Linked DNA regions of Sus scrofa: all the other regions are linked to region 2. Evidence: chromatin contacts called from public Hi-C data. All regions are on one chromosome and are shown on one strand. The core of a region is the stretch at or near the end of the contact, and the rest is flanking DNA. Distances in the headings are between cores, read along the strand shown. Region 1 overlaps LOC102166619 (a long non-coding RNA gene). Region 2 has its middle 180 kb from the start of DYRK2. Region 3 has its middle 87 kb from the start of DYRK2.

Region 1 (3,275 bases), core at 188-2,687, 400 kb after region 2:
TCTGTCATGGCTCAGTGGTTAACGAATCCGACTAGGAACCATAAGGTTGCGGCTTCAATCCCTGGCCCCCTCTGTGGGTTAAGGATCCGATGTTGCCGTGAGCTAGGATCCCAAGTTGCTGTGGCTGTGGTGTAGGCCAGCGGCTACAGCTCTGATTGGACCCCTACCCTGGGAACCTCCATTTGCCATGGGTGCGGCCCTAGAAAAGACAAAAAAAAAAAAAAAATTGGAGTTCCTGTCGTGGCGCAGCAGAAACAAATCCATGAGGTTGCAGGGTTGATCCCTGGCCTCGCTCAGTGGGTTAAGGATCTGGCATTGCCATGAGCTATGGTGTAGGTCGCAGACGAGGCTTGGATACCACATTGCTGTGGCCGTGGTGTAGGCCGGCGGCTACAGCGCAGATTAGACCCCTAGCCTGGGAACCTCCATGTGCCATGGGTGTGGCCCTAAAAAGACAAAAAAAAGCAAAAAAAAAAGTTAAAAAAAAAAAAAGAAATTCTATTCCTTTAGTTCCTTGGGTCATCTCAGGGTTCAACAAGGCTGACCAATCTCAGGCCCTGGTGTTCTCCTAACTCTCTAGAGATCTGCAAGAACTGTGCTCCCAACCTTCATCCTGGTTACACCCAAGGTCATCCTCAGGCATAAACTGACTAGCCAAAGTAATGGATCAAGTACATCAGAAGTTTTCCTCTTTGCATTTGGCTAAATCCCAATTGTCTATTTGCAAAAGGAGTGGTCTGTAGAAACAGAACTGATGGATTCTATCAGCAAATGGATTACTTGCAAGGATGCCTCACCTCTAAAATGCTTGCCCCAGGGAACACACTACAAGGCATGGTGAGTGCTAGGGTTTAGATCTGTTCACAATGGATTTAAATCTGTCCACGTTTGCTCTCTGACTCAGGAAGGACAGCAAAAGGCCTGAGGACTGGATGAAGGTGAACAAGAAACTGGCTCTCTTCTTCTCTGGAAATTGAGGTGTCCTCAGCCAGGTTAGAACACAGGATCGAGAAAAATCACCATAGCGGTTTTTTTTATTCTTAATGGAAATGACTTAGTTATATTGTAGAAAAAAGTTTTAAACATTGATCTCCCCAATAAAAGAGATAAACTGGATACATGCAAGTGGACAACAGGCAGGGGCCAGCAAATTCATTACTGGTTTCACCACTTCTTAGATAATGTGTCCATGGCCAGATCTCTTAATATCTCTAAACCTTAAGTTTTCTCACCTCTAAAATGGAAGTTTGGTGCTATACTAATTTTAGGGAAGGAAAAAAAAAAGCGTCTATATGCATCCCTAAAACAAAAAGAGTGCCTAATGTTAAGTTTCCTCATCTCCCCTTAAGAGGAACATTTGTCAGATCAGAAGATAATATTAGTAACCACAGAAGGTCCTGCAAGGTCAAGTTTTACCTCTGACGTCTCAAACTGCTTACGTAATGGTACTTAAACCAGAATCATGTGGAAGCCCAATTAAAAGCACATTGCCTTCCTATACTAGGACACTGGGATGCAGCAAGTTTGGGGAGGAATCTGCATTTTAACAACCTTGCTGATAATCTGGAAGTTCACCAAAGCCTGAAACCCAATAGGTTAGGGCGATGTCAATATAATGACAGAAAATAGTCGTTTTGATTTACTCTAATAATTTTATCTTTAAAGTAGATTAAAAGATATATTCGATCCGTTAATAAAATTGCAATTCTAAAAACTCTATGTAAGTATTGCCTAAATCTCTTAGTGCTTCAATGTAGCTAAGCCATGAGGTAGAAACCGTAAAGCTTGCTGATTTCACAGACGGTAAAATTCCAGTTCAAATGTCATGCCTCTCGGGGAAGTCTCCCTGACTATCTCAGCCCCTTTTGTGGGATTAATCAAATCTTGTGGTTTCTGGCTCTTAGCAAATTGTATTTCCATTCACTGCCTACATGGTTTCTGGAGGGGGAAACATTAGTCATGCGATCTGCTCCCCCCTTCAACATAGTACCAGCTACATAGTAAGCCTTAAGTAAATGCATGCTGAATTTCACTATAAATTTCTTAAATGAACTTACACTTATTTTATAAAATTAAGAATATGTAAAAAATTTAGACATAACTACTGGCAACACTTTGAAATAACTGTTTGAATTTGCAAGTCCATTAACCTCTTTCAGAAAAAAAATGTTTCCTAATCTCACGTTTTCTCTTAGGAAGGAAAAATGAAGCAATTTGCTCACAAACTTCCCCTTAAATTAAACATTGATTTAGCATCTCTTATTGAATATAATCCCCTCTTCTCTGCTGTGTGACTTCTTTTAAATGGGCTGGCAATGGATGAATAATAAGCAACTCCTTTTACAAATATTTAAAGACACCACTCAAACAAAACAAAAACCTCTTTCCACATCAATTTAGTGAGCCCTTAATTATTCTTCCTAAGCACACAGGATCATAAAAGGCAGACTGCGCACAGTTTCCCTCCTGCTGAAATGACATGAGAGAAGATTTTAGGGAAGTGCTGAAAGGAATCAGTAATTGCCCACTGACTTGTCATGCACGTATATTAGTAGATGAACCAGAAGCAAAGCAGCAACAGTAGCAACAGTGCTGAGTTTTGTGGTGGCTTCCATAAACTGGTCCCTGTCCTTAGGGAACCCATCATCTCTGGAAAAGACCTATACATGAACAGTTAATTACCAGGGAAGGTGAGAAATACTCTCTGGAACATATAGAGCTGTGCTATGGGAATGAATAAAAGGGAAGAGCTGCCTGGGGATCAGGTGTGACAGACTGGAAAACATCTGATCCAAGTATTGAAGGATGAATAGTTCTCCCAAAGCTATTCCTAAGGACAGGTATTACATTTACTGAGCTTGCTTCATAGGTGGTCAGGGTCAGCACCCTCAAAAAGAGTAAAAGTTTAACAATAAAATATATGAGCCAATGAAGGATTCGGGATTAGAGTTGCCTAAACAGATGCTAACAGCCTAGCCAGTATATTTAGATCACATAAAATCCAGTTATGCTCCTGAAAATGCAGGCAGCAAGATGACCAATTTAATAGGAGAGGGAAAAGGAGGCACATGTAAGCTATAAAGGATTTATTCACTTCCCCCAATAAAGACTAAGCCCGTCCACATACGTTTGTTAATTTATGAATTTTCCAATTCATAGTCCAGAGACAAACTGTGCCATTTTAAAATAGCTTTTACAGATAATCTACAGGATTTTATTTAGACCCATCACCTTGATCTTTATTTCTGCCTCATTCAGCTCAGCATCTTATTTGT
Region 2 (3,617 bases), core at 1,009-3,508:
CAAGTCTATAATAAACATTTCTCACAGTAGACTCTTTGCAAGGAGTCTCTACATGTTTACCTTTCGGAACGTTCCTCTGGGTCAAAGCCAACTTGGATTCTTAGTCCATTTAGTACCATGGTCTGGGTGGCTTGTAAACAACACACATGTAGTTCTCACAGTTCCAGAGGCCAAAAGTCTGAGATGAGAGTGCCAGCATGGTGGCTCTGCTGAGCCCCTTTTCGGGTTACAAATAGCCAACTTCTCCTTGGATCCTCCCATGGCGGAGAACAGAGGGCAGAGAGCTCTTTCAAGACTATTCTATGGGCACTAGCCCCATCATGAACACTCCACCCCCATGACCTCATCTAATCCTAATTATTTGCCAAATGGCTCCACTTCCTCATATCCTCATGCTGCAGGGCAGGCTTTCAATATATGAATCGGGGGCCACGCAACCAGTCAGTTCATAACTGGGTAACCCAGGACTAGAGACAGATTCATAGAAGCACAGATTCTCTTCAGGACGAAACTCAGTGCTCTTCGTTTGCTGAGATAAGTTAACTCATAAGTTAATCATAATAGAACCGAATTCAACTTTCCTTCCTGTCTTGTCCATCCCTGTCAATCTATGAATGATTGAGCAGCTCCAGGGACGGCTATTCACGAGGTTGCTACAGCTTCTTATGACCCACAAAGGGTCTCACATACATTATTTTATTTTAGCCCCAGAATAACCTATGGAGTAGAACTGATATTTTTATTATCATTTTTTTTCAGATGCTATGGCTGAACACAGAGGAGAGAAGCGACTTGTAATTTATGCTGCTGGTACATAGTGGAGTCTTGGTCTCTGAATTCAGATAGGTGGGGAGGGTGGGGGGTGTGTGAGGGATGGAAGTAGAGGTTTTTTGTTCTCAAAGCCCAGCTGCCTGTTCATTGTTTTCTGCTGAATCCAAGTCATTCGTACATGCATTCTGCCTTCCTTGTTCTAATTCTTGTCTCCAGAAGGAGCGAATTCTATTCTTTCATTCACCAGCTAGTCCTCCCTGAATGTCTTGGAGGAGGTAAGACAAGCAACAGAGAGAAAAGGGGATATGAATGGAGGCCAGGGATCCAGCAGGAAGTACTGGCCCTTGGGACCAGCCCAGGGGGCTGCTTGGGTGGGAGGTGAGGCTGCACAGGGAGGGAGGAGAGACAGGAGGGTGAGGAGCCTCCTGAAATACACCTGCCCCCCCACCCTCCACCCGCGCCCCGCCCCGACTGTCAATACTGGGTTGGTGCCTCTTTCTGACTTTGGGCCAGACATGGATCACTGTGATAAGTGTACTTTCATGTCATATGCTCATTAGAATATCACAAAAATGAGCGCACAAGTGTAGGTGACTATGAGAAGTCAATCTAGTCCTGTTTATATTTTCCCTTTTATTTTGAATGTTTTGCTTGATTTCCTTTCATTTTGAAGTTGCTTGTCGGATATCGCAGAGATTACATTTGCCTGATGATCTCAGCCAGAAAGCGATCACGGAAGCACCATTCATCAGGGACACCAAGCATTTGCTCTTAGGAGCACGCTGTTTGCAGAGGGCAAAGCCAAGAGCCGCCTAAGCGCGGAGAAATGCAGAACTGGTTTCTTTGACTAGAAGGACGAGTGGAGAGAGCGCCCTCTTGTGGAACTTGACTCATTGTCTAATCTGCCTGGCAACGGGCTATCTTTTGCAGCTCTTTAAGCCAATGGCTATTTTCTTTCCGTGAATTTGAGGATATTCTTAGAAGATTCTGAGTAAAATTCCCGGCGTCATTTAATATCCACCAAGAATTGATGATTTCAGATCAATGTGCAATGCAAAAGACAGCATTACCTATTTATTTTAGAGCACCAGATTAACTGTGAATTGTCTTTCAAGCTGGTGTGTTAGATAATTATATTTCAGTGCAAAGCCTTACAAAATAGGGTTTTGCAATTAGTTTTTAAAAACTACCTTTCCCACCTGGGTAGGAATTAAGCAAAGCCCAGGCAGTTTGGAGCTATTTTTAGTCCTGATTAATTATTAGGCCAAGATAATTCCAAGTTCAGCTGCTTATTCCGAGGAGACCTGACAGCTGGACTCTCAGGACAGCCTGGGGTCAGAGCGGACATTGTAACACAATGGTGCCCTCCCCACCTCTGGGGAGAGTGTGGGGGTGGCACTTTCGATGACACTGGTATCAGCTTTGCCAGCCTGGAGTTAGTGAGCGGAGGAGAAACTGCTGATTCAGGGGCCTGCAGACATGGCTGTTCTTGCTGCAGTGAAAATAGGTCACTAATGACATGTGGCAATAAGCCAAAAAAAGGCGGCCAGGAGCTCTGAAACGGCTGCTGGTGGCAAGATCCATTTTGCTAGGACTTCAGAAAGCAAGCAATGTGCTTGAATTGGTTTAGAACTACGGCAGGGTTGCAGAACTCACATGCCCGGATGGTGATCTCTCCTCCTTGCCTTGACTTTCTTAAACATTCAAGTTTTTATTGTTTCAGTTTATCCCATTTCCATTCTCACGCACTGAAATAACTCTGGGGCTCCTGCTTCTTAGCTGAACAGCCAAGCTGCTATGATTCTTTTTTTTTTTTTTTTTTCCTCCAAGGGTAGAGAGCAGGATGGAGAGAGAGAGGACATGATCTCTTTGATTCCTTATATGCTGACACTGAAATGATTCTGGGCAGTCTAGTCCATGCCACGCCCATCTTCGTGAAACCATCCATCTCTGTGATTTTAAGGAGAAGTGTCTGGTGGGGCCATTACATGATAAAATAGTATTTCACTTCATATTGGAATGGACTGATGTTTCCTGTGACTCCAAGTAGTTCCCTAAGCAGAAGAGGGGCATTGTGGAGAGGAAGGCAGGGCCCAGATTCCTGGCTCTGCCTCCTAAGTTTTGATTTCATAGATCAGGAAGAGGGGCCCAAGATTGTACAGTTGTAAGCCTGCAGGTGACTACATTTCAAGAAGGTCCACAGTGGCTTCATCACTGCCCTCACCTAAGAGATTTCCATGTCCTAGAGCTTCTTCCACTAGACTGTGAGCAGCAAAGGAGTAGGGACCACATCTCTTCATCTTTGAGTCTCCAGACTCCAGAGTCATGCCCAATACAACTACTAGTTAAATGGTTGTTGAATGAATGAATGAATCCTATTGGCTGATCTGCTTAAAACAGAAGTGGGTTTTCTAAAGGCTTGGGATTATCTTAAAAGGGATATTGGTTGCACTGAACGTAAATGATGGATTGTAAATCACTGGAATTAATATTAAAAACACAATGGAAGAAGGAGAAATCAGACAGTGTCCTCTTCCCAGGCCTTTCCAGGTTGAAGAAGAAGAGCTGGATTCGGGGAAGAGGCTGAGCAGAGGAAAGGTGGGCCCATGACATTTCACAAGTGTTTTACCCATAATTTGAAGTCTGGGGCAGAGTATTAAGCAGGTGATCTGGAGGCTCCCCTCTGGAGCTCCCCTCTTCCTCCCATGCATTGAACCTCACAGGGCAGAGTAGGAAATGGTCCTTAGGTCAGAGAGGGTTTTCAGTGCAGTTTGTGTCTTGGAGACTGCAAATAAGTGTGTAATGCCTGGAGATCAGCTCCTGGGACCCTCCAATCTGTGTGTTTG
Region 3 (3,554 bases), core at 921-3,420, 260 kb after region 2:
TATTGAAGAATGAATGAATGGATGCAGAATGGATGGGCTAATACAAAAATCAGCAGAAGAGAGAATATTTAGAAGGTGAAGCTCCATGCCTCGGATTGTCCTCTCCTAAGGGCTGAGGGAGGCTGTGGGGCTGCAGTTAAGCTGATGGGACACTGTGGGTGGGGAGGAGGCAGGGGCAGGAGGCAATAATGAGCTCAATATGCCAGAAGAATATTAATATTTCAGAGTTTCTGAAGCTTGCCTCCCAGATGCTAAGCCTGCCTCTGAATTCGGCTTCTAATTTTCCATTTTTTTTCTCCTCTTCCTTCACTGAAAACAATTTGTTCACAATTCTCTGCCAATGAGATGACGACGGAATAGGGTGCAGGAATGCTTGAAAAATTGCCTCCTCTCAAGTTTTAGGTTTATTTTCAAGGTGTGTGAGGGCCTGGTCCATCATATTTGCTTCAGAGATGCACCATAAATATTTTGTTGCAGTGTCATTATTGCTCTTAGCTGCCCATTTCGAGAACGGCAATCTTCTAAGACATTTAGTTACTGCTCATTTGTTTTCCTAAAAATTTTTAATTTTTTGGCAGAATTAACTTAAAAAAAAAAAGGCAGTCAACTCATTGTGAGGCATTGCCTTGCACTTAAAGATAGGCTGCTCAGGCAGCCTCTGTGAGAACACACTGGAACCCTTATCAGTCATCTGGACATCTTGACACAGTTTTCTCAAATATATCTTCTTCCCTCTTTCTATTATCTTTCTTTTCCTACACTCCTTCTCTTTCAGTTAATTTTCCCTCTGCAATGCTTTATTTCCTTAATGAAGGAATAATGTTATGCATATTTCATCCCTCATATAGTAGTTGCTCAATAAATGCTTGAAAGAGTAATGAATGCTTTTGTGCTTGCTTTTCACTCTTTTATCATTCTCTGTCCTCATACTTCTCCTTTTCTTTTCAGAGGAAATAATACATATCAAGTCTTAACTAGAGACTGGCAGGTGTGTTATTACAATTAACAGTAACACCTTTAGATTCTGGATGTTAATTTTACTCTACATGCCTAGAAATGTGATACCACTTCCTATAAGACTGGATCGTTACCTGATTTCTAGATTCCTGCCACGGCCCCCTCTGCACCAGGCTGGCCGAATCACATCTGAGTGCTTCATGGCTTCTTTATGTTATACATCTAACTATTTGGCTACTCATCAGGGGTTGGCAAGATTAGCCTCTTCTCTCTCCCATCACTGTCCCATCCAATCTAGATTTATATCTCTTCTCCAGTAACAAAAGATATTGGAATCCCTGCTTGTTTTGTGGCAGAGCAAACTCCCATTTTTATAATTTTCTTGGTAACAAAGAAATGATGAATGATACGTAGAGGAAACTGGCTGACCAACCAAGGGCTTATATCTTATGTCAGCCTTGAAGTAATAAAAATGTCTTCTCCAGTTCCGATTGTTAAGATGCTGACGACCCAGAATGGAATTATTTCTGTTTTGACACCTGCTTTATTAATATTCAACCAATATCATTACTGTATTTCTTAGCATCTCATTTCTTCCAGAGATAGTGTTATTAAATATCACACATCCTCAGATGTTTTTAGATTCCCACAGGTATTACTCCTTAAATAGGGTTCTTCCCCTCCTGGTATTGTCACTGTCATCCAGAAATATTCAACAAATCTGATCTTATTTCTTCCATTTGCTTTCTTTGATAACACGAACATTATTTTTTTTCAGTCTACCCAGTTACATTCTGAAGGCTGTAATGAACTCTACAGGTTTGCAAAGTTTTCATATTTTAATTTCTGATCCTCTCTTCCTCTCTCCTGGTCCTCACCATGAAAGCCTGGGAGCGATATGCAACGAGCAGCCCTTAAAAAAAGTGGACTATGCTTGTAGTGATGAACAGCTCCTGACAATGGCTCTTGGCCATTCAAAAGATTCCAGGGGGGGAGCTGGTGGCTACTCTGTTGCGAAAGTCCAGGGGACCCAAAGGCTACCGTGGGGGTTTCATGCTGGCATGTGGGTAGGAGAAAAGGTTACCAACAGCTGCTCACTAGACTCAGAAGCAGGTATTTTCATTTTCAAAACCGCAGACACAGCACCAGATCCCTGTTGGCAGCATATCGCGTTACAGTGGGAGAAACTGGAGCTCTGTGCAGGTTTTGGCATCGTGGAGAGGAAAGTGTGCTCTACTACAGGAACACTTGGGAGGGCGGCCCTGCCCTCCCAGGCCCTGAGCACAGGTGTGCACTGCTGGCAAGACCCGCATCTGGGAGGGAAATGCCACACAGAGGCTGGGCGCTGCCTTCGGCCCCAGGCTGGAGGCAGAAATGGTGCCAAACGCTGGGAGAAGAGTCCTCTTCTGCCCAGAAAAGATGTCTTAAAGGATGACACCTTCTATTTGTGTGTATGAAGGAGAAAGGACAAAATCTAAGTGATAGACACTGCTGAATTAAAAGAGGACCAAGAACAGGGGCATTTTATTCACTTGAAAGTATTAGTGTTACTGTCCTCGGTTTATACTGTCCTGTGTGCAGCTGCCCCCGGGAGAGGAGATGGCCTGGCCTCCCGCACGTCGAGAAGAATCACGGCTGTGCGCTTTGGTGAAGAAGAGAGGGCATGGCGCGCAGTCAGGACAGTTGTAAGTGCACGTGCACGTAGGAGGCGGAGATGCTGCGCAGAAGGACTCAGTGTAGACGACGGAGTGCAGGTGGAGGAAAGCAGCATGGCCCCTTTATTTGGCTTTCTTTTGGGCGGTGCTGTGAGAAGGCTCCTCTCTCTTTGCAGATTGGAATCTCTAAACATTCCAGGACCTCGGTTCCTGGTATTTCTGCCCCCCGGGTCCTTGCTTAAAGGATTTTGCTGCTTATCTTTCTCGCTCAGGATGGTACACAGCCCCTCTTCTGCTCTCATGGGCACCAGGGCTGAGCTTCTGTGACTCCTGCCCTCCGGCCACTGCAGAAGTTATAAGCCCTCAGGAAAGAATGAAAAGATGAAAGGATGCGCCTCTGAAGTCGTGAGCATCTGGGGCTTAGGGGAACCCAGCTTGATTTACACTGGAGCTTAGCTGGGATCCCTTCCTGCTGACATTCGGGAAGTTGCTGGAGGCTTCCAACCCCCTTCATTCACAACGCAGCTATCTCAGAAAGTTAATTAACCTAGGCTCTTTCCTTTAGAACTTGAGATACACTGAAAATTGGCCTTTTAAGATGACCCACATTCTTGGAGATGGGGAAGACACACCCTCATCCATTTTTGTTTTGGAAGGCTCATTTTCCTTTTTTTTTTTTTAGCTCACTTGATAATTAGTAATTTACCTCGCCATGTTTAGATTTGCTAATACATATTTTTAAATTGCCTGGTTTTTGTGCTAATTCCTATGTTAGGCACTTTGAAAAACATAGAGAAGTTGAAAACGCAGTTTTGACCTCAAGGAATTTGCAGTCTTAGCTGGATTATAAAACCTGAAATGAGGATTGATGCAACAATTTCGATTCTGTGAAGTTTCAAATGACTGGGATGCTTGGTAAATACTCTGAGAATTTCTGAAGTG

What was found. Hi-C and Micro-C count contacts between places; a contact is called where the count stands out from the background.
Region 1: a Hi-C map of skeletal muscle shows a contact between it and region 2, with 6 times the contacts expected there. A contact is called at or near these places in 14 of 47 Hi-C or Micro-C datasets (adipose tissue, embryonic fibroblasts, fetal heart ventricle and 7 more) and 1 of 2 datasets of targeted methods (skeletal muscle).
Region 3: a contact with region 2 is called in a Hi-C map of skeletal muscle, with 3 times the contacts expected there. A contact is called at or near these places in 3 of 47 Hi-C or Micro-C datasets (psoas muscle and skeletal muscle) and 1 of 2 datasets of targeted methods (skeletal muscle).

What each region holds. Positions count from the first base shown.
Region 1 is chr5:32,275,909-32,279,183 of Sscrofa11.1, forward strand. All of the region lies in intron 2 of LOC102166619 (a long non-coding RNA gene), which reads right to left. Among named protein-coding and RNA genes, the nearest start is that of IFNG, 210 kb to the right of the region's middle.
Region 2 is chr5:31,870,738-31,874,354 of Sscrofa11.1, forward strand. No RefSeq gene overlaps it. Among named protein-coding and RNA genes, the nearest start is that of DYRK2, 180 kb to the right of the region's middle.
Region 3 is chr5:32,132,446-32,135,999 of Sscrofa11.1, forward strand. No RefSeq gene overlaps it. Among named protein-coding and RNA genes, the nearest start is that of DYRK2, 87 kb to the left of the region's middle.